Linked DNA regions of Mus musculus: regions 1, 2, 3, 4, 5 and 6 are each linked to region 7. A link is a contact called in public HiCAR-type and promoter capture Hi-C data. All regions are on one chromosome and are shown on one strand. The core of a region is the stretch at or near the end of the contact, and the rest is flanking DNA. Distances in the headings are between cores, read along the strand shown.

Region 1 (2,941 bases), core at 134-2,633, 2.6 Mb before region 7:
TGGGGGGATCACACAGGAAATGAAAACTCTCCCTTAGTACACTGGGTAGCAAAGACAGTCTTCCAGAAAAGACTGGCTTCAGGCAACATCACAGAGGAATTCTGCAAATTAATCTGTTGTGGGAGGTTAACAGTTATTAGAACAATTGTTTTGTTTATGTCTCAGAACTGTGTGGGAAAACATGCCATCAGGTCATACTGCAGTTGAAAAAAAAACCAGGTGGTAGGAGGAAAGTGTTACTCTAAGGTCACAAATATTAGTTGTCACCAAAGCAGGACTCAGTTGAGGAATCTGGTGCCCAGTGACTTGGCCACTTCCATCCCAGTTTGCCGCTGAGTAAAAGTAAAATTTGACGATGGGAGGAATATGAACACTGAGACCATGAGGTAGAGGCAGCTCTCGTTCAGTTCCTTAGGTGGGAACAGTTCACAGGGCTGTCCCAGGGCACATTGTGAACACATCTGTTAATCAAGGGGCCTAGAAATAGGCGGCCTTGGTAGGGCAGACCACTGCCTTCCACTGGGCCTCACTAGATGTTAGTCTGCAGAAATCCTTACAATCCCTTTTCTCCTCATTATACGGAGAGCTTAGGGGGCTGGCCTGAGACCACACAACTGTAACGGTGAAGCCCAAGGCTCTCAGGACTGAGGCTCTACTGCAATCTAGCCCAATGGCTTCAGCCTGCGTCTTGAAACCAGGTGGTAAGTAAAACACTAGCTTTAAATACACTTAGGGACGCCACTGGGCTGGGCATTCAGGTTGAAAATGTGGTCCCAGTCCGGGTCGTCACTAGTAGGGCTGAGGGTAGGGCCGTGGGCCTAGCCCTCATGTTTTGGAAGATAAGAGGGAATGATCCTTGAAAACAGGATTGTCACTCCTTGGTACTGTTTTGCCTCACAGCTCTCAGCCTCCTCCTGGACCTCGGTTCAGACACAGCCCTGGGGGAGGGTGTCAATGGATTCCCAGTTCCGTGCCTTTAGTTTCCGACGCCTTGCCACCAGGGCCCGGCGGCGGCTTGCTCAGATTTTTTGCTCACAGCTATCCCCCAAAGTCCCATGGGCTCAGGCACCCGAAACCGGTCTTGGCCTTAGTGCTTTCTCACCTCTCCATTTCGTCCTCAGTCTCATTTCACTTTCGTGCATCTCAGGCCCCCACATGACCCCCACCCTAGTCCGAGTCTTCCACCCTCACCCTCGCTCTTCATCCCTTGCACCCCGCGGGCCTCACCTGCCAGCCTGCCGCAGTGCTCCCCACGAGCTGCTCTGGGCAGCCCCGCCTACTTCCCGTCCTAGGCGCCGCAGGCTCTGCGCAAGCGCAGTCGGGCCTCGGGCGCACCTCTGCTGCCTCCTGCTGGTCCCTCTGCTCTCTTGTTTCAGGGACGACAAGAGCCCCAATAGCCAGTGCGTTGCTACACTTCTCCAGCCTTGACTGGGCAGAAAGCAGTCCTTGCTTCACAATGCTCAGTCATTGCTTCACAACGTGTGTGGTGATCAGTCTCAGGGCAGTGATGCGGCTTCATACTGCTCAGGACTGGCCACCCATCAGAGACTTTAGAAAATATTTTCATGTATAACATTATATTCATTTTATACCAATGAACGTGTACACTGCCTGTGTACAGTGTGGAGAGTACCCCTTCAAGTTTCATTGTGGTCCTGCCCACTTAACCACAGGCCCCAGGGGCTTTGTGGTTAAGGGTTCCAGGCCCTTTGTGCTCAGCAGGACTGCATGGCCACTGAGAATTCGTTGAGCAGCTTGAGCTCTGGGGCTATAAAGCAGGAAATGAGACACTTTTCTTAGTGCACTGGGTAGCAAAGGCAGTCTTAAAGACAAGGTTGGCTCCAGGTTGTCACCTGGCTTTTAAAACAATTGTTCCGGCATGGTGACGCAAGCCTTTAATCCCAGCATTTGGGAGGCAGAGGCAGACAGATTTCTGAGTTCGAGGCCAGTCTGGTCTACAAAGTGAGTTCCAGGACAGCCAAGGATACACAGAGAAACCCTGTCTCGAAAAACAAAAACAAAACAAACAAAAAAACCCAATTGTTTGTTTTGTTTATGTCTCAGAACTGTGCTGACAAGCACATGCCATCAGACCCCATTGTCTTAGGAACTTGTCACCTGATTAGGTTTCAGGGAACCCATGAGCCTGGGGAACCAATAGATGGGTGTGTGTACTGGCATGGTGGGGAGAATGTCTGTCTGCTACGCAAGTAGAGTCCTGGTTCATTCAACCTGATTAAGGTTTGAGGTCATTTATAACCTGATGAGGTAGAGGGTGATACAGAGAAGACAGCAAAAGCAGGCACTAGGAACCTGGCCCTGTTAGGCTCTAGGCCAAGGACATATCTGTAATGTACCCTTTCCTGAGGTTGCTGTCACCATGATTGTCTTGTTTGTAGTCTACTATGCCAAAGCCTTTACTCTTGTTAAATTCCCAATATTAGCTATACCAACCAGCTTAGCTCAAACCTCTTCATCAAGACATGCCAAGCTGTGGGGTAGAGCCAGGAGGTCTCAGAGTGCTCAGTTCCAGGTCTCTCATCTGTGTCCTCTCCCAGTTCCCAAAATCCTTTCCCAGAAACCTGTTCTGAGCACTATGAGAGTGAGTGCAAACACTCCCTACCACACTAGCCTCTATCACTCAGAGACTGGCTGTATTACTTAGGCTTTAAAAATCTCAGGAAAGGACCTCAAACCCTTTGTTCTAGAATTTCCAGGCTCTTTACAATGGGGGTACAACTTGGTAATACTTCTGCTTAAAGGGAGCTGTTATGATTTGAAATCTGGAAGTCTCTTGAAAACTTGAGCTTTTGGGAGGTGAATGGATCATCAGGACGCTAACATCAGCAGATCAGTCTATTGGATTCATCATTCATAATAATGACATTATTAGGAGACAACGAAAACTAGGATGGAGGAAGGTCATGAGTATGTGTGCCCT
Region 2 (3,433 bases), core at 33-2,532, 2.7 Mb before region 7:
ACTATCTCAGAGACCTTCGATAAATGAACTTGTTTTAGTTAAAACAATACACTTCAACATTCCACATGCAGGAAATCCTGCAAGTGATCGTGCAAAAACTATTCTTGAACACTGAAACGTTATGGGGAAACGATCACAGTAATCGGGCTAAAACATATGGATACATTCACACTGTTAAGAGAGTACTCTTGAGGGTAACGACGGGATAATTTAAAGTCAAATTAGGACTAACTCCAAATACTTCTTAATAATTCTAGAGTGATGCTGGCTTATCCTTTCTGAAACACAATCGGTATATTTAAATCCATTTTGAAACTTCAAGATTTCAATATGTCCACAACCAACGCTGTGTCATTAACGGTTAAGCCCGAGGCAGAAAGCATCATTAGCGCTACTTAAGATATTTTGTGAATGCTGTTCACGTACACAGAAGAGAAGAAAAATATTTTGGTGCTCAGCACACAAGCCTATTATTCCGTCTTGCAAAACCATGGCCGCCGCCACCACGGACAAGCATCTAATACAATTCCTGGCTTTAATCTAATGTCAAGAGGCGGTGGCTATAATGCTATAAATTAGGAGACACAGTGTACTTCCGTTCCCGTCCCGAGGGAGAAGCCTCGAAAGTACGCGCTTTAAGACCAAGCCCCGGAGTCTTCGAGTCCTGGCCTCAATCGGGGTTGCCCCTCCAACCGCAAACGAGAAGCAGCAGAGGAAGACGAGGAGCAACACCTAAGCCTCGACCGGCTCCAGGACCCCGCCCCAGGGCTCCAGGAGTGAAGGCCAAGAAGCCAGGGGTCCGGGGCGCCGCAGAACGCGAGGCCAAGGCGCGGGAAGGGCCGTGGGTGCGTCCAGATCAGCCACAGGCAGGGGGCACAGGGTGACCGCGTGAGGCCGGGCCTGAAATCCAGCGCGGATACTCACCAAACCATGCCGTAGGCGCCTTCTCCGATGTACGAGAGGTTGGTGTAGCGCGGCCCTACGTCGAACACCTGCCCGCGGACCATCTCCGGGCCCGCCGCCGCCGCCGCCGCCATGTTGGCTGCACAGCCGCCGCCGCCGCCGCCGCCGCCGCGTTCGGTTCGACGCTTCGCGGCTGCCGCTCGACTTATGCTGCGCTTCCCGCAGGAACCGCGCTGCCGCCCGTGTAGCCGCCCCCGCCGGCGATCGGGAACGAGGAAGGAGGACAACACAGAGGAGAGAATTAACCGCCGGTAGAACCACTGCCAGCCTTCCTGCCTGACGGGCGGGCTACGAGTGGGAGGAGGGAAGGGTTCGCGTCGAAGGGCGCTAGGGCGGAGTCAAGGGCGTGCGTGTTGATTGGCTTCTCTTGGTAGAGAGGGCGGAGTCTCGCGGGTCGGCGGAAGCAGCGAGGTGAGGCAGGAGCACTGCGGCTGCGGGGGAGGGACGTCATGTGCGCTCGGAGACCCAAGCGCTGGGTAGCTCTAGAGAGCTAGGTTGGAATTTAGGCATAAGGACCCCACAGAGTCCCACCCACTGTCCTGGTGCTGTGCCTGGTCCAGAACGAACTCACACGGGACCAGGGACTTGGCTTGAGACCAGAGGACTCACTGCACACCAACCACGGGACCCCTGAGACAGACCTCTAAGAATACGTGGCCCACATTGTGCACTCTGATGAACTTAGACCATCAGAGTGGGACAGAAACCAAAAAGCATAACCCAGACCCAGAAAAAAACTTTCACCCTGTAATGAGCATAATTTTAAAAAATGCCTTTTAGACATATAAAACTAGATTAAGCAGGAATCCCACAGCATCCAAGGCTGCTCCTGATCCAGAGCTCAGTGACATCACTCACGCAAGATAACCAGATACAGTCCTAGAACCCCATGATGCCCACTGGACAGAATATAAGCAGAGACCAAAAGCAGTGATTTGCTCTACACATCTGGAGAGATACACCTTGATCTGCTCTGTGGCTAGAGAATCCACTCCCCCCCCCCCCCCCCCCCCCCCGCCAGGGTCCTGATCCTCAAATCAGAAACCTGATCTGAAGCTAAGATAGGTGACACAGGTGACCTTGGGGAGACAGGCTTAGGACTGTAAGAAATTTAGACTGTAAACCTTGCATGATGACCTTCAGCATAATAAAATATAACTTTTGTTATACTAACTACATATATCTACCTTCTTGCCCGTGACACACACCTAACAGTGTGAGACATAAGTAAGCAGAAACCAAAACACAAGACATTGAATCCCCTAATTAGAGGTTTGTTCAAGAAGATTTGCTGAATATCTACGGCACTGGAGCCAGCCATGCTTCCAGAGTGAAAAGACAGACAAAATACAATATTTGCACTTAAGTGTTGTGAAGAAATAAAAAGCCAAGGGAAAGTATAGAGAGCTGTGGGTAGGGACACTGGAAAAAGACATAGAAATTTGGGGACTCGGGTCCAGGTGTTGTGCAACAGTTTCCTGAAGGACTGAAACATTCTATGAACTTGAAACATTCTAACTTGAGGGGAAGCTTCTGAAATAGTAAACTAAAAACTAAAAGCAGCAAGGCGGCATGGTGCCTCACACCTTGATTCCCACCACTTGTGAGGCAGTGGCAGGCAGATCGCTTATGAATTGGAAGCCAGCCTGGTCTACAGAGTGAGTTCCAGGATAGCCAAGAATATGCAGAGAAACCCTGTCTCAAAAAAACAAAACCAATCAAAAAACTCAAAGGAGTTTCAGGAAGTCCTTAAAACTGACCAGATTCACTAGGCCCCTCCCACCAGAGTAAGCAATAAAAGCTGAGAGTCCCTCTGAGATGGAGCTCAGGTGAGCTGCAAAGACTCTTGAGACCAGCTACCTGGAAGAGGCAAAACCCTGCCTGCTGCCTGGTAATGGTTTAGACAAACTTATGCACTCGGAAGGACACTCTTCAACTTCAGCAGCATCCACACTTTGGTCTGTTGTGAGCTCCTGTTTGTAGTGAGGAAACCTGTGTTGTGTCTCCCCAGGAAAAGTTTTGTCACAGATGGGTATACTGAAACACAGCATAGTTAGAATGGCTAAAACATCTGAACAAGATTTAGAAAAAAAAAACCAACCAACCAAACAAAAAAACTTGATGTCATGGGTCCGAACCAGTCACAAACACCACTAAACTGAAGGATGAAATTGGAATCTTAAAGTTGGTGGATGCCCAGACAAAGCAGAGCTAATGAGATTATAAGTGACTACCACTGTCTCCTGAGCCATCCCTGGAAGCAGACTCCTGTGTGGCCAACATGGAGATCTAACTTAGAGACATCAAGTCTGGCCTTCTAGACATCAATAAAGATTAACTAGGCAATCTCAAAGATAAAAAAGTAAATCTTTAATAATAAAGGGAAGAACTGGGGTGTTCCTCAGTGGAGGAATGCATACTAAGCATATGGCAAGTTTTTGATTCTTTAATCCTTCAAAATGTTTTAGTC
Region 3 (3,038 bases), core at 303-2,802, 2.9 Mb before region 7:
AGGCTGGACCATCTGCTTTCTTTCAGACTACTCCAGGAGCTCTGCTCCACCCAGCATACTTTTTCGAGAGACAGAGCTACAGAGTGGTTACACAGACTACGATCCTAAAAATGTCTGCTTGAAAGCCAGGGATTCCAGATACGGGCAGATAACAGTGGAGGGGCAAGGCCAGGAGGAATCAGAAGCAATAATGTGGCATCCCTCTAGGGTTTGCCTCCATCCCACCAACCTTTGTCCTAGATTGGAAATCCCAAGTTCAGCCTAGAAGATGAGCCCCTCCACGACCTGCCGAATCTCCTGGTCCTAGGTGCAAAAGCCACAGCTAGCAAACCCCAGTAACAGTCCAGTCACAGGATTCCTATAGGCAAGGATCCGCCCCTCCCCCATCGCCACATATGTCAGTGGGGGTGGCCTCTCAGTGTTACACCCCTCCTGCTGATTGAAAGTGAGGAACCTGGAACACAGCTTTCCAAATGCGCCTGACAATTATAACTAGAAAAGATACTGTGAAGAGGGGGATAGAACACATAAGTAAATAACTTCTGAATCTCTCCGGCCAGCCAAGATCAGCACGGGACTCTCGTCGCAAGGTAGTCCAAAACTGTTCAGGGCGCGGCCGCTGAGAGTATTATCTGGCCTCAATCACTCCAAGTACCTAAGTCACTGCCCCCCAGGGAGAGGTATTTTCCCCCAGCACTTACACCCAGGCTTGTGTGCATATGAACCATTCTGGAAGATAAACAGAGAATGACAAGCTAGGGCCCCTCAGCTCACTCCCTGAGCCAGCCAGTCCCTTCCTCTTGCCACCCGACCCCCTCCCCCCAAGCCCATCTCTCTTCCTGCCAGGCGGCTGCCTCCAGCAAAGGTCTGGGGGCAGGGCAGAAAGCCCACCCAGCCACGGAGCCGGGCCCTCTAAGCCCTACCCTGTCCCTGACACGGCCAGTCCCCCAGCCAGGAAGGGTACTCGAGGAAAAGGACTGCAGACCATACACACAAGCGCAGTTCTGGAAACCGTAAAGCGTTCCAGTGAGGGGCAGCCGCAGGCGTACAGCCGTTTGCATAATGGGAGAACGCCCGCCTGTCAGGCAGCATAGCTCGCCCGACGCCGTTCGGATTAGATTGCTAATGAAAAGGCACAAAGAGCCGGCGCCCGCTACCCCGTCGACCCCCGCTCCACAGACTCGCGTCCCCGGACTGGCGCGGCCCTGGGGGCTTTGTGCCCGGAGTCCCCGTGCCGGCCGCAACCCGCCGGGCACCTGAACCACAAAGCCCCCGCCCGTCCAGGGTCCCGCGTGCGCCTCGGTTCGAGACTAGGGGCCGTGCGCGCGCTCCGTCCCACGCGCGCCCACGCCCCCCTCTCCGGGGGCGCGCCCGGCCCGCGTCGCCCTCCCTCGAGGACACCGCTTACCTCAGGTGCCTGCCAGAGGCCCCTCGTCTTGGGCGCCCGACCTGAGCTGCACGCGCCCGCCCTGTCCGCCCTCCGCCGGCCCCCGCTCGGCTCTCCGCCCAGCGCGCCCAGAGCGCTGCTCACAGCCGCCCGCTCCGCGCCATCTTGGAAGCTTGTGACGTCAGCTCCACCCGCTCACCCCTGACCCACATCTGAATGGGCGAGCGACAGGGCGGACCTGGAGGCGGACCCTTGTGGGGGCGGAACCCTGAGGCTGGGCGGGGCCGCCGAGGGGTCTGAGTCCAGGGATGGGCCAGTGGCTGCGGCAGAGTGTAATGGGGGAGGGGCGCACGGGAGGTCGCCTACAGGGTCCCGATGCAGGCGCCAGAACGGGATGGCAACCTCACCTCAAAATACTTGACGGGCAACACCCAGCGAAACAAGAATCCTGCTCTTTACCACGGGTCTATGCCCAGCCCTCAAACGGAAGACTGACCCGTTTTGAGCCTGACCCGGACCCTTCAGAACCCCCAACACTATCACCACCAACCCGGTTCAGGTGGCCTGCGCCTCTCCTCTTCCGCCCGTTTGAGCCCCTTGATCTACGCAGAGTATCTCAGTCTATAAAGTTTAGCACCCAAAGGCTGCTTGCTCCGCTGTCTGGGCTGCAGGAAGGCCTGCGTGGTTCTGATTTTAAAGGAGAAAAGAGGCCTGGGAGTCTTAACCCTAAACTTCTCCTAGGATCCTTACATCCACTCTCGCGAAGGTCGACCCGGATTGCGCAGAGGGCGGAGAGGTCCGTGTACACTCTGCTTACTTATCCAGAGTTCCGGTGACCGCCGCAGGTCACAGGAGTTTAGGCAGCCCAGTAAAGACCCAAGACTTGTGGCCATCCAAATGTATTGGGGTTCACACGGAGTTATTCTCTAGAGAGTTATTAGATGACCATCTCTCTACTTTGAACACTAAACACTAAAGCCCACCACTGTTAAAGGTCAGAAAAGTCCTAGCCAGAACCTACAGCTGTTCTATAGGGAGGTTGTGACCCAGAGTCAACATTGAAACCCAATTCAATAACCCTTCACAGAGGCAAGCATGCTTTCCGAATGTACAAGCTTAAAATAACAGATTAAAAAAAATTAAAATTCTTAGTTTACCCAATAGCTACATAGCTAATACATGATTGTTTTTACAACTATCATCTTTGAAACACCAAACAACAGAAATAGGAGTACATTTGTCCTAACAGATATTAAAGCAAATTATAAAGCTACTGCTGTCAATTATACTAGCCAAGACATAGAATACTATGCCTAAACATCCTAGAAATGGCGAAAACTCAATAGATTGAAAATGGGTGGCATGGGGCATGTCTTTAGTCCCAGAACTCTGAAGGCTGAAAGAGGCAGATCTCTGTGAATTAGAGCCAGTCTGACTACATAGTGACTTCCAGTTGAGCCAGGGCTACACAGTGAGCCTGCCTCAGAAAGGAAAAACAAAAAAGAACTATCAAGCACGTGTTAAAGGAATTGTCAATCATGAAGAACAGCTTAGAGGTGGGCTGTTTTGAAGACTTACTGAGCCAAGTGTGGTGGTCCTGCCACTCCCTAGGTGATGGTTACAGGAAGGAACATTTTTTTCAGTGGTTATA
Region 4 (3,320 bases), core at 236-2,735, 2.8 Mb before region 7:
CAGGAAAAGAAAAGACTTCTATTCAGATTGATTACTGGCATTGATTCAACTGTCTGTCTGTCTGTCTGTATGTATGTATGTATTTTTAGTGTTTCATATGGGCCAGCCCCTGGGCTGCTATATATCTGTGGTAAGTCAAGATTTTGGTCTAATCCCTAAGAAGACATGCTAACCACATAGTCCCTTGGCTAGGAACACATAGACCTAGGGATCCTGGTAGCAAAACTCTTCAAATACAGCACCCCTGACTTTTTTAAGAGCCCACAGTATGGCTGGAGAGATGGGCTGACATCCTTTAGCACCTGCTGCTCTTGTGGAGGATCCATAACTTCGGCTCTAGGGGATCCGATGCCCTCTTCTGGCTTCTCTAGATACCAGGCACACACACGGTGAATATACATGTGTGTGTGTGTTTATTTATTTGTACCCCACCATACACATGCACACAGACACCCACTGGACCAGCCCCTAGGGGAGAGGGAGACGGGTACTCAGCAAACATTTGTTAACACATCTACCAGAACACAGCAGAGGTAAAGGGCCCTGGGTGATGGGTGAGGGTGGCTTACTCAGAGGGGCCTGGAGAAGTTCCCCAGAGGAGGTGAGCCTGGTCTTGGAACTTCAGCGGAGCGAGGAGGAGTATGGTCAATTCTTTGACAAGATACATTAGTTAAGGTGAATACATTGTGGATACTTATAAGGCAACTGAATTAGAAAGACCTTGGGCTGAAAAATGATGTTTTCAACGTCTATTATCTATCCAAAACAGAATTCTGCCGGCTTTCTATCCTGGAGCTCAGTACACGATCGAAGATGACCATTTGTGCAGTTATTGAGTAGAGAATATCTTATTTAGTTGCTACTGTTAGCAATTTACATTGATAAAGCCTAGAGCCACAAGTGGTAAACAATGAGGACAATTCCCTTTAGTTATTATTGTACAGGCAACTTGAAAATGCCACCCCATAATATTCTTTTATTGGAGGTATCTTCTGTATTTATTTCTTTCCCCATTTTTTAAGGTAGGGGAAAAAACAATGGGGGGGGGGGGGCGAAGAAAAAAGAAAGAAAGAAAGACCGGGATTTTGCGTTGTCTTCTAATGACCCAAATACCAACAGTTCGGAACATCAGAACAAAAAGTCAACGCATCCTCCGCACTCCCGCCCGGCCCGCCCGCGCCCAACAGGTGCTTCCCCGCCTCCCGGAGCCGGAGATCCTCAGGTCTCCGCAGAGAACCCCTGAGGCCCGCCCGTACTCACGGCCGCTCCGCGGTCCGCTGCGCCCATCCGGCCCAGGCTCGGTCGGCGCGAGCTCGGTTTTCAGGCGGTCCCGGTGTGACCCGGGACGCGCTCCGGCCGTTGGCGCCCACTCCGGGCGCGAGGCATCCTCCTGCCGCCGCCTCGCGGGCCGCCTGCCCTTTGTTTTGGACCCGTAGCCCAGCCCAGCCGCCATAAACGGCCTCGGAACGTGGCGATGCCCAATCAGTGTCCGAGCCCCGCCCTCGCGTTCCCGCCGCTCCGCCCCTCCACGCTCCCCGCCCCTCGCCCTGCCCCACGCGTCCACCCGCGCCCCGCTGCGCTCGGGGGACTGGGCTGGAACGTGTCCGGGTGGAGCTCGCCAGGAGTCCGGTGGGCTGGCCTGACGAGGAACCCAGGCGAACCGGCAGGTCGCGGGGCCGGTGGGGAGGTAGGGTCCTGGAAGGCCAAAGGACCGAGATTTTCCACAGGTTTGCGCCTCAGGCTGCAGGCAGGAGGACCTCTGCAGCTGGGTCCCTAGAGCGCAAGCTTCTTCCCTCTCTCCATACTGACCACCCTTTCTCCACTCTCCAAGTCGCCATCCAAGAGCCTCCAGGTCTGCGTGGACTTGAATTATGGAACCCCAGATTAGATTTCCTACCCACAAAACACAGGCAGTATCACCCAGTCTCCATGCCCACATCTGCGCTTCTTCTGTTATTTTTTTCTTAGTCTCTTTAGATCGATTTTTCAAAGCACACTGCTGAGGGTGAATGTACACATTGCAGGACGTATTTGCGCCCTCTAGAGTGTGCTTGTTAGGATTTATTGTATTGAGGATACCCCTAATTGATTAGATTGTGGGCCCTTTGAGTTGCCATTTACTTAGTGAGTCTCCCAAGTGACTGATTACTCTATTTTTGTATTCGTCCTAGCTAGGGAGTCTCATGTTTTTTTGGCTTTTAGAATATGATCTCTGTAATTCTGTAATTCAAGCTGGCCTCAACTATGTAGCTCAAACATGATCTTGAACTTTATATTTTAAGCTTATTGTGTGAATAAGCACATGCCTGTGCACCAGAGGTTAGCTCTGCTTCTCACCTACCATATTGATCCTGGATTTGAACTCAGGTCAGCAGGCTTGATAGCGGCACCCTCACTCACTGAACCATCTGGCTGACTCTTCTATTTTTAAAGAATTTAAGCGGGAGAGATGGCTCAGCAGTTAATAGCACTGACTGCTCTTCCAGAGGTCCTGATTTCAACTCCCAGCAACCACATGGATTGCTCACAACCATCTGTAACGGGATCTGATGCCCTCTTCTGGTGTGTCTGAAGACAGCGACAGTGTATTCACATACATGAAATAAATAAATCTTTTAAAAAATGTGTTTTTTTTAATAGCTTAGAAAATAGTAGGTTTATATACGGCATTTTCCTATTTCCTTAGCATTGGTTAGGCCTCCTCCAGCCTTCCTTTCCTACCCATCCCACTTCTAACACCTACCTGTTCATATCATGGATACTCCAGTGCCCTTTTCCAGCGTCCTGACTTCTGGAAGCACTCCAGGAAAAACACACAAATCCAAACATTTCAAGCAGCTAGAATCTGCTTTGAGAGAGAACATGTATCATTTGATCTTCAACATTTTTTCTGTCTGCTGGGAGCAGTGGTGCATGCTTTTAATTGTAGTGCTTGGGGGTGGGAGACAGAGACAGGTGGGTCTCTGTGAGTTCAAAGCCAGCCTGGTCTACATACCAAGTTTCAGGTCATCAAGAGCTATGTAGGAGAGAGACCCTGCTTTAGGAAAAAGAGCTGCCATCCTTTTAAAGCTCATGGAAACCTCTGTACCCCTTCAGTTTCAGTCTGTATGTGGCTGGAGGTGACATATTTAACCTTGAGATTCTAATTGTGCAGCCTGCTGGGATTACAGGTGTGCACACCTGGTGCATTTGATGCTGAGACTGAGCACAGAGCCTTGGCACACTCTGCTAGACTACACACAAGGAGCCACAGCCCAGTCACTCTGGGTGCTCTGACTACTGAGAGACTTTAGCACATCAGGTGGAGGCACATGCCTTTA
Region 5 (3,083 bases), core at 438-2,937, 2.9 Mb before region 7:
GCACCTGCAATGCCTCGGCCAGCTCCGAGTTCTGCCTCACCAGTTCCTGGTAGTCCAGACCCGGAGGCGAGGAGGTCGAGGCTTCGCAGGGCTTGTTCTCGGAGCTTTCTTTCTGCAGGTCATTAGGTTTCCTATGTATTGATGGTAGCTGAGGCGGCGGCTGGGGACTGGAGGTGTCTGGAATAGACGCGCTGGTCGCAGGGGCCCTTACCTCGGATTCAGAAGCCTGGGAGCAATTCAGTGTGTTGTCCAGTGAGCAGGAATGTGCTGTTGCCAAAGATTCGAGGGAGCCGGCGCGCGTGGGCAGCAGGTCGTTTGGAGAATGAACCCGGACGCCAGTGTTCAGGCTTTCGAGGGATCCGAGTCGACGAGCAGGCTTTGGGGTGCCACCAGTGTTACTCTGGGCTTCTAGGGGCGGCTCTTCCAAGGAATGCGTGGCTTGGGGGTCCGCGGGTCCCGGTAAAGCCGGCTGCCAGCGGAAGTGCTCTAGGATGTATTTAAGGAATAGCTGGCGCTCCACGTCTAGCGCCGCCTGCAGGTGGCGGATGCGCGCGGCTTGTTCGCCGTCGGTCTCCCAGCGCAGCAGCGCCAGCACTTCCTGCAGGCGACAGCGGCATTGTGCCGCGGAGGCTTCGGATGCCCCTGAGCGGCTGCAGTAACCACGGTTCACTAGCTCCTGGGCCAGCTGACGCTGAAGCTCCCTTGCCTGGCGCAATACAACATCGCGCTCCTGGTGTAGCAACTGCTGCAGCTGCCGCATCTCTGCCTCCTTCCAGCGCAGCAGCTGCCGGATCTCGGCCTCACGCTCGCGCTGCACCTCCTCCTGCAGCTGCCGCAGCTCCCGGAGGCGTCGTGCCTCCCACTTGGAGCGCAGATGGTCAGCCAGCTGCTGCCGCTCCTGCTCAGCCGACTCCCGCAGCTGGCGCGTCTGGGTAGCGAAACGCCTCCGTTCCGACCGGCCGCGCGCGCGCTCGCCCTCCAGCTCTGCCCGTAGTTTTTCTAGCTCTCGTCTCTGCTCCTCCAGCACTGCGGCCGCTGGGCCGGGGCTGCTTGGCTTCTTGGGCGACGCGCGGCCACCACCCAAGGGGGTGGGTGAGTCCTTTGTCATTGTGGCCGCAGCCCGGCAAGAAGCCAGAGAGATAGTTTGGTATTGGTAGGCCAGTTAGCCAACGGCCTCCGCCCCCGGCCGCTGCCAACCGCCCCACGCGCCCCTTCCGGCGCCCCTAGGTGCCCTCCGCGCGCCTCTTCCGCCTTGGGGGCGATCTCCCTTATAACCTGTCGCCTCCCCACAGATTGAGTGCCTTTCGCTTCTTCCTAAACTCCTGAGACCCCTTTCAAACTAGCCTCTGAACTTCCCCGGATACCCCGGGCATATTTCGGAGCCCACACATATCTGCTTTAGGGCTTTTGTGACCTGTTCCACTTTCGCCCTGGCAGTGTGCAATCCTTTCCAGAATTAGATCCCCAGTAGGGTTCCTAGATGATCGCTGATCCTGGGCCTGAGTAAAAATGGATTCTGGTCAGATCTCACCTGGCTCTACTAGGGTTTCTGGTCGAGTTTTGAAATTAGGTAAACTTCTTACAAGATCTGCTTAAATTTGTGGTTGAGCTCTGAGCCCTAAGTGGCTATAACTCCTCTGTTCCTACGCAGGACCCAACATGCTAAGCCTTTTCTTTGTTCTTTTTCTTTTCTTTTTTCTTTTTGGTTTTGTTTTTTTGTTTTTTGTTTTTTTGTGTTTTTTTTTTGTTTTTGTTTTTGTTTTTGTTTTTTTTGAGACAGCGTTCCTCTGTGTAGCCCTAGCTGTCCTGGAACTCACTCTGTAGACCAGGCTGGCCTCAAACTCAGATATCCGCCTGACTCTGCCTCCCAAATGCTGGGATTAAAGGCCATCACTGCCCGGTGCCTTTTCTTATATCAACTGAAACTTTGTGTTGTTTGTTTGTTTGTTTGTTTGAGACGTGTGTGTGTGTGTGTGTGTGTGTGTGTGTGTGTGTGTGTGTAGAGCTGGCTGTTCTGGAATTCACTCTATAGAGCAGGCTGTCTCTGCTTCCCCAGTGCTTGGATTGCAGGAGTTGACCAACATGTCTTGCATCTGAGCCTTTTTGAATCAGCAGGTGGCAGTGACTGAGGATTGATTGCACCCACCTCAAACATGCTGGGCAAATTTTATACCACTGAGATTCATATCCTGTCTCTGTTTCTGTCTGTCTCTGTCTCTCTCTCTGTGAAGTAGTAGTAGTACTAGTAGTAGTAGAGACTGAGCCCAAGGTCTCATTTAGTAAGTAATAGGCAAGCACTTTACTATTCATTATATCTTCAGTCTTCAGCCCCTTTAAAAATGTAAGATGTTGGGGCTGGAGAGATGGCTCAGTGGTTAAGAGTACCAAATGCTCTTCCGAAGGTCCTGAGTTCAAATCCCAGCAACCATATGGTGGCTTACAACCATCTGTAACAAGATCTGATGCCCTCTTCTGGAGTGTCTGAAGACAGCTACAGTGTACTTACATGTAATAAATAAATAAATCTTTAAAAAAAAAAGTAAGATGTTAAGATGAGCAGTGGTGGTATATCCTTTTAATCCCACCATTCAGGAGGAGGAACCAAAGCCATGTTTTCTGCAAGATCAGCAAGCACCCATAACCCTTGAGCCATCTTTCCAGCTCCCCAAAACATTAAAAAAAAAATATATATATATATATAGTCTCACTCTGTAGCTCTGGATGGCTTAGAACTGATGTCTACTGGGCTATCCTAGAAGTCACAGAGACCTTGCCTGGAATAAAGGTATGCAGCACCATGCATGAATGTCTGTTTGAAGTTTCTGGTGGTGGTGGTAGTAGTGGCGATGGTGGAATTTTTTGTTTTGTGTTTGTCTTTGTTTTGGAGACAGGGTCTGGTCTTTCTATGTCCTGGCTGACTTGGAAGTTGCTATGTAGACCAGGCTGGGCTCAAACTCACAAAGATCAACTTGCCTCTGCCTCCCAAGTGGGATTAGAGGTATGTGCATGGCACTATACCCATCTCCTTTTTAAATTCATATTTGAGTTAGGATGTTGCTAATTTGTCCAGGCTGACCTTGCAC
Region 6 (3,129 bases), core at 344-2,843, 2.8 Mb before region 7:
ATGATAAACTATGAGAGAGGTGAGTGGGGTGGCCAAGAAAGTGTTTTTTTGTTTTGTTTTGTTTTGGTCTCACTGTATATTCTTGGTTGACCTGTAACTCAATATGTAGACTAGGAGGACTTGAACTTACAGAACTTACCAGCCTCTGCCTCCCAAGTACTGGTAGTTTTGTTTAGTTTTGATTTGCTTTTGAGACATGGTTTCTCTACTCACTGTAGACCAGGCTGGCCTCAGACTCATAGAGATCTGCTTGCTTCTGCCTCCCAAGTGTACACCACCATACTGGGCTAAAAGATCTTTTGAGGTAAGATTTATTTGGAAGGCAGAAGTTATGAAGTAAGAAGCTGACAGGATGACTGCCTTTGGCTAACTGGGTGGATGGTGGTCCTTGTTAATCCTGCCAAATGAGAATCAGACCAGTGACCCAGATTTTTTGGTTGCATTTTCAGTTAGACAGGGTTATCTCCCTAAAGTAGGATTTGAGAGCATAGTCTCAAAGGAGAATTTTTTTTTTTAATATCCCCCAAACTGCAAGGCTAGGGGGTTTCTAATGTTTTATGTTTATGTAGGAATTTGACAAGACATCTTAAAATTATTTGGTTGAAGATCTTATCAGGAGGTTAGGGTTAGGGTATGGAACATACCATTTAGCATCAAAGTGGAGATTTGGAACAAGGAAATTAAGAATTCTTTGATCAGCCAGGCGGTGGTGGCACACACCTTTAATCCCAGCACTTGGGAGGCAGAGGCAGTGGATTTCTGAGTTCCAGGCCAGCCTGATCTATAGAGTGAGCACCAGGACAGCCAGGGCTACACAGAGAAACCCTGTCTCAAAAAACAAAAACAAACAAAAACCCAGCTTAGGGTGGAGAGATGCCTTAACAAATAAGAGCTGTGCAAGTCTGGCAAAGAGAACCAACTCCTCACTTGTCCTCTGAGCTCTACACTTGTGGCATGGCCACTATTTAACCACACACACAATTTTAAAAAGGAAACTTGGGGCCGGGCATGGTGGCACACTCCTCTAGTCCCAGCACTCGGGAGGCAGAGGCAGGCGGATTTCTGAGTTCGAGGCCAGCCTGGTCTACAGAGTGAGTTCCAGGACAGCCAGGGCTACACAGAGAAACCCTGTTTCGAAATACCAAAAAAAAAAAAAAAAAAGGAGACTTGGGACCCATTCTCCCGGCACATGAGACCCAGACCAAAGATCTGGCCACAGAAGGAGCAGAGAGGGCTTGGTCATCTGCCAGCTGATGGGCCTGAAGGGCGTGGGGACCGAACGAGAGAAGAGTTGAGTATACACATGGACATGGCTTTAGAGAAGGTGAAAAAGGTTGAAGATCTTTAGATACAAAGGAGGTGAGTCTGAGTGAGTCTGCCTAGCATAGCATGGACTGAACAAGTAGCCAGACAGTGCATAGAAAAGTTTTTGAGGGCTTGGGGGAGGCAACGCAGTATGGTGGGAGACAGGAAAAGTGGATTCTACTCAAAGTTAGCAAGCTTCAGCCTAGCACGGTGCCTGCACCCAGCACCTGGACACCTGGAAACCACAATTCCCAGAATGCTTTCTTCCAACTTCCGGGATCCAGTGCGTCGATCTCCGGAAGTAGTTGAGAAAGCGGAGGCGCCATAGTCAGTGTCTGCTGTGGTCTCTTCGGTTTGTTGCCACCATGGGGAAGCGACAGCACCAGAAGGACAAGATGTAAGTTGGGTCGCGTCTCTCGTCTCAGCTCGTCGCCGTGCTGAAGGCTATCATCTGAAAGCCTCAGCTCTCACAGGCGCGGTCTCGTCCCTCAGTGCAGCCTACGCGGGCCAGGGCGTTCTACCGCCGGACTAACTAACTTCCGGGATTTCCCTACCCCTAGCCTTTCTGCGAACGAGTTTTGCCCCTGAGTTGGTTGTCCGCTTCGTCCTGGCTCTAGTCTGAGAGCCTACACACAGGCGACAGCCTTCAAGTTGAAGATAGGCGGGTCGTGCTCCATGTTCCCCTCCCATTTGCTGCTGCTGTACTTTCTGTTTTCTGTTGTCTCTTCAGATGCTCCCCGCCCCTAGCTGCTTGCAAGGATATCTTTGACTTCTGTATTGCCAGATCTAGTATCCAGCTTTTCAGTCCTTGGGCTTCTTCCCTTTCCAAAAGTAGCCTTTAGTGAGATCTTACATGCGCTTAGTAGTTTTTTTTGTTTGTTTTTGTTTTTGTTTTTGTTTTTCAAGATAGGGTTTCTCTGTGTAGCCCTGGCTGTCCTGGAACTCACTTTGTAGATCAGGCTGGCCTCGAACTCAGAAATCCCCTTGCCTCTGCCTCCCGAGTGCTAGGATTAAAGGCTTGGCGCTTAGTAATTTAATCTGCGAATGATCTCTATTTCATTCCTCTTTGCTGGGCTTCCCCTCCCCTTGTCCCAGACCTCGGGGGTGTTTCCTTCATCCCTGTGGTGGATCTGTTCAAAGAGTCTCTTGCACTAAGTCAGCAGCTTTCACTCAGTTCTCCACTTGGAAAACTTACAGCTTTTTCAAAACTAGTATGCTAAAAGGGAACTTGATAATTTTCACACCTAAGCCTGCCGTTTCTTATCCTAGCTCAGTGGTTACATAGTGGGTCCCTGATTTACTATATATAGACTGAAGACAATTCTCATCCTAACAGAAGAACAACCGCACAGAGCAACTGGAGCTATGTTAGATCATGTCTGGGTCCTGCTCAAAATCACCCACCAGCTTCCCATCACACTTAGGCAAATAGAGAGTACTCTCCTTGATCTTTGACTCATTTTTGACTCGGCCGCTGTCCTTGCTTCTGTGTCTTTTTCTGCTGCTACGTACCTCATCACACTCTTCCTCTGCTGTCTCCTTTCTGGAACAGATTCAGCTTGTCCTGTTCCAGCCTCAGTAAGTGTTATTCCTGTAAAGGGCTTCCCCAGAGCTTTGTGTGCCTAGCTCTTCCTGTCAGATAGTCTATAAGTCCAGTTCATTTCCTTCTGGACAAGGTGCTGTTGATGTTTCTTTATCTCTCCATCTTTTGTCCTTCTTATGTGCCACACAATGCAGATGTTTAATGTGATTTGACAAGTGAGTGGGCGTTCTGTCATAAGTTACTTTTACAGCTTCTGTCCTGTCCGTGGCAGGACCCAGTAA
Region 7 (3,005 bases), core at 399-2,898:
TCGGCCCTACTCACTCCCAAGATAGAGGCGGAGCCCACTCTGACCCCAGAAGGTTAGGGAAGAAGTGAGGTTAAGAAGGTTAAGGGAAAGTTTGAGATGACGGCTCTGTATCTATTTTTGGTGAGCATGGTGAGAATACTAAGTCACATAATGCTTTGCCTCTGGAATTCCTCATCAGTATATCAATAGTGCTGTTCACCTGTAGAATTGGTTAATCCTTCTAATTTCCTGAGCTACTGACCAAGTATTCAGGCACCATGGTTTTACAAAATAGGAAAGCCTAACTGAGTAAGACCATTCTAAGGCTACAGAACAGGTTTCGAAGGTTACTCAGGTCTTCAAATTTATGCAGCAAGAACTTTATTCACTGAGCCATTCCTCTAAATGGATTTCAAACTTTAAAACTGCTACCCACTTTAAGAAATATCTCAGAAGCCTGATATGGTGATGTACTCCTGTCATTGCAGCACTTGGGAGGCTAAAGAAAGGAGGGCTAATTCAAAGCCACCCTGTGCACTTCAGAAAAAAAACAAAACAAAGCTAATCTTAGGAAGAACATACATCTATCTCCCTGAGGCAAATTTAAAAACAAAACCAAGTTGTGGCAGTATAGGGGCGTTCATCACTTTGAGAATGAGGCAAAAAGAGTGTTTGTTGTTAGTTCAATGTCAGCCTGAGCTACAGAGTGAATGCCCAGATAGCGTGGACTACAAGATGAGACAAAAACAAACAAACACCCAATGATTTCTTTTAAAGTCTATATTTTCTATTTCTTACAGTTTACTTCCTCGAAAATATGCTCACTAGCATCCACTCATAGACTTCCACTATTGGGCTGTCCAGAATTTTAAGGGTCCAGTGTCTTAGACTCCCTGGAGAGTCAACTGCCATTATACTGCCTCACATTTTGAATGTATTATTCCCATGTTTGTTCTTCTTAATCTTTTATCAGCTGTTTCCACAAACAACTCGAGGATTCCAAATGTACTCGGTGTTAACGGTAGTGTAGAGAGCAAGCTTTGAAGAGATGCTGGCCTGGGTTTAGGTTATCACCTGCTCCACCATTTGCCAGTGATCTTCCTTTAGACACTCAACTTCCTCCTCTGTATAACGGGCATCATTGACCTGAGGCGTGTAAAGACTTCCTAGTGTTCACTTTCGAGTGGGTGCCGTGTAAGATGATTTTTAAGGTGGCACTTCTCAGACTAACAGCATCCATCCACAGCATTCTGGAAGTTGACAGAAAAACCAACTCTTGGTCCGTGCCTCAGAAAGACCCAAGGGTGGGTCAGAGCAGTCTGTTCTAACCAGTCTTCCAGGTAATTCTGACGCTGGGTTGTGTCTGGGACTCGGACTGAGCACAAAGCCTGCCAAGGTGCGGGGAGGGGAGGTGAACAATCAGCACCTTGACCTGTAGGACTTGGGCGGCGACAAAAGGCAAAGCAGTTGGGTACAGATTTGGCTCTGGCTCCAAGCTTTTCTGCAGTGTAGCCCGCCTCACACGGTCGCTGATTGGTGGAGTCTCATGTGGCGGCTCGCCAATCACCGGAGCGCAGGCACAGACGCGGTCTAGCAGAGCCATACTCCTATTGGTTGGAGGCCGCGCCGAGAGCCGTGCGTACGCACTGGAGAGGCGTGGCACCAGCAGCCGTTGAAAAATGGCGACTGTTACGGAACTGAAAGCTGGTGAGTGCATTGAGGGGATGCTCGGTTGCGGGAAGCGTCGAACCTTCCGTATATGATAGGGATGGGACAGAAGGAGAGCGCGCGGGACATCGGCTCATCTTTTTCCAGGGTCGTTCTAGGGTGGCAGGGCCCACCAGGGGCGGCCTTTGCGCATGCGCTATGTTAGGGCCAGCCTTTGAGCTGGAGGAAGGGACTGGTATCTGTTGTCCCCTCAGGACCTCTGGGTATCTCTTAGAACCCTACTGAGCAGACAGCGCCCAAAGGCCTGCGTTCCGAGCTGACCACGACAACACCACAGCCACGATTTGGTGACAGACACACTTCCCAATGATTTGCACGGCTAGCCCATCCGGACGACAACGTATGGCTAGGTCCTCCTTGTCCTTTGGCAGAAACCTGAGACAGAGTTGTCCATCCTGGCGGCTCTTCAGGATTTTTCGGAAGAGGTTTTCCAAAATGGTTGGTTGTGTGCAGGGTGCATGCAGGTTCCATCCCCAGGACTACAAAACAAGGAGTAGACATCAATAACGCGTGTATACTGTTAACTCTGAATAGTAATTAGAGTTAACGTTTGAGTTGTAATTGGAGTTAAGGTTCAGTATGTGATTCTATCAGACCCTTAACAACTCATCCAACTTGATTCTGTGTAGCAACGCTATGTCCATTTCATACATGAGAGTTGGAATATTTCATCCACGATAATTTAGATAGAAATCGACTCGTGTGGAAACCCCATAAGGTGCACTGGCTTAATCATGCCATTCTGCTTCCCGTAGAATAAACCTAGTTCTGAGTGTCAAGGAATTCAGAGACTAAGCCAACGGTAATGGAAATCTGGAGAGAACCAAATGGAATAGTTTGGAGACTAAGATGTAGTAACTATTGACTGCATATGTATTGGGGACACTGCTGGTGAGCATTCCAAAAGCAGACATACCTCAGTCCCCAGGAGGGACTTCACATGAGTCAATGAGCTGTTCTGGGGATGGGAGTATACATAGTACATGTATATTGTATAAACTTTTCATAGGATTTCAAGATAAAGTCTATGGAAAAGAAGTTGGGTTAAGACCAATTCCTGAAGGCATTTTTATAATAATAGCATTGTAAGCATAAGACTACAAGTAGCAAAATGATAAAAGAGCCCAGAGGTTATCCCTACAAATTGAGGGGGACCTCCTTATATATGTTCTTCTGCGTTCTCTGGTTCTTGGTATGCTTTGTGTCTGAGAGAAAAGTAATAAAAACTTGTTCCTAATCAGTGATCTTACATTTTCTGGGCTTTTACTGGTCTAAAACCTCTTCCATTTCACCTAGCT

The links. Promoter capture Hi-C pulls out the DNA fragments that hold promoters and counts their contacts. HiCAR-type assays count read pairs that join an accessible place to other places.
Region 1: a contact with region 7 is called in a HiCAR-type map of astrocytes, with 2.7 times the contacts expected there. The contact joins the promoter of Ppm1f here to the promoter of Cep20 in region 7. A contact is called at or near these places in 4 of 39 promoter capture datasets (cranial neural crest, hippocampal neurons, liver and 1 more) and 1 of 115 datasets of contacts at active chromatin or transcription factors (astrocytes).
Region 2: a promoter capture Hi-C map of pre-B cells shows a contact between it and region 7, with 3 times the contacts expected there. The contact joins the promoter of Mapk1 here to the promoter of Cep20 in region 7. A contact is called at or near these places in 5 of 39 promoter capture datasets (the C10 cell line, cranial neural crest, hippocampal neurons and 2 more) and 1 of 115 datasets of contacts at active chromatin or transcription factors (astrocytes).
Region 3: a contact with region 7 is called in a promoter capture Hi-C map of pre-B cells, with 4 times the contacts expected there. The contact joins the promoter of Hic2 here to the promoter of Cep20 in region 7. A contact is called at or near these places in 2 of 39 promoter capture datasets (cranial neural crest and pre-B cells) and 1 of 115 datasets of contacts at active chromatin or transcription factors (astrocytes).
Region 4: a HiCAR-type map of astrocytes shows a contact between it and region 7, with 2.6 times the contacts expected there. The contact joins the promoter of Ypel1 here to the promoter of Cep20 in region 7. A contact is called at or near these places in 3 of 39 promoter capture datasets (the C10 cell line, cranial neural crest and maxillary cranial neural crest) and 1 of 115 datasets of contacts at active chromatin or transcription factors (astrocytes).
Region 5: a promoter capture Hi-C map of pre-B cells shows a contact between it and region 7, with 7 times the contacts expected there. The contact joins the promoter of Rimbp3 here to the promoter of Cep20 in region 7. A contact is called at or near these places in 4 of 39 promoter capture datasets (cranial neural crest, frontonasal cranial neural crest, liver and 1 more).
Region 6: a contact with region 7 is called in a promoter capture Hi-C map of second pharyngeal arch cranial neural crest. The contact joins the promoter of Ppil2 here to the promoter of Cep20 in region 7. A contact is called at or near these places in 2 of 39 promoter capture datasets (cranial neural crest and second pharyngeal arch cranial neural crest).

Annotation. Positions count from the first base shown.
Region 1 is chr16:16,894,911-16,897,851 of GRCm38.p6, reverse strand. It overlaps Ppm1f (protein phosphatase 1F (PP2C domain containing)), which reads right to left and starts at 1,383. Exons shown (of 8, transcript NM_176833.4): 1 at 1,228-1,383.
Region 2 is chr16:16,981,231-16,984,663 of GRCm38.p6, reverse strand. It overlaps Mapk1 (mitogen-activated protein kinase 1), which reads right to left and starts at 1,282. Exons shown (of 9, transcript NM_011949.3): 1 at 925-1,282. The coding sequence starts at 1,037.
Region 3 is chr16:17,232,101-17,235,138 of GRCm38.p6, reverse strand. Hic2 (hypermethylated in cancer 2) reads right to left here and starts at 1,552. Exons shown (of 3, transcript NM_178922.3): 1 at 1,409-1,552.
Region 4 is chr16:17,068,304-17,071,623 of GRCm38.p6, reverse strand. Ypel1 (yippee like 1) reads right to left here and starts at 1,485. Exons shown (of 5, transcript NM_023249.6): 1 at 1,261-1,485.
Region 5 is chr16:17,206,739-17,209,821 of GRCm38.p6, reverse strand. Rimbp3 (RIMS binding protein 3) reads right to left here and starts at 1,687. Exons shown (of 1, transcript NM_001033338.3): 1 at 1-1,687. The coding sequence starts at 1,108.
Region 6 is chr16:17,109,716-17,112,844 of GRCm38.p6, reverse strand. It overlaps Ppil2 (peptidylprolyl isomerase (cyclophilin)-like 2), which reads left to right and starts at 1,593. Exons shown (of 21, transcript NM_001252444.1): 1 at 1,593-1,702. The coding sequence starts at 1,671.
Region 7 is chr16:14,315,975-14,318,979 of GRCm38.p6, reverse strand. Cep20 (centrosomal protein 20) reads left to right here and starts at 1,648. Exons shown (of 5, transcript NM_025345.2): 1 at 1,648-1,686. The coding sequence starts at 1,659.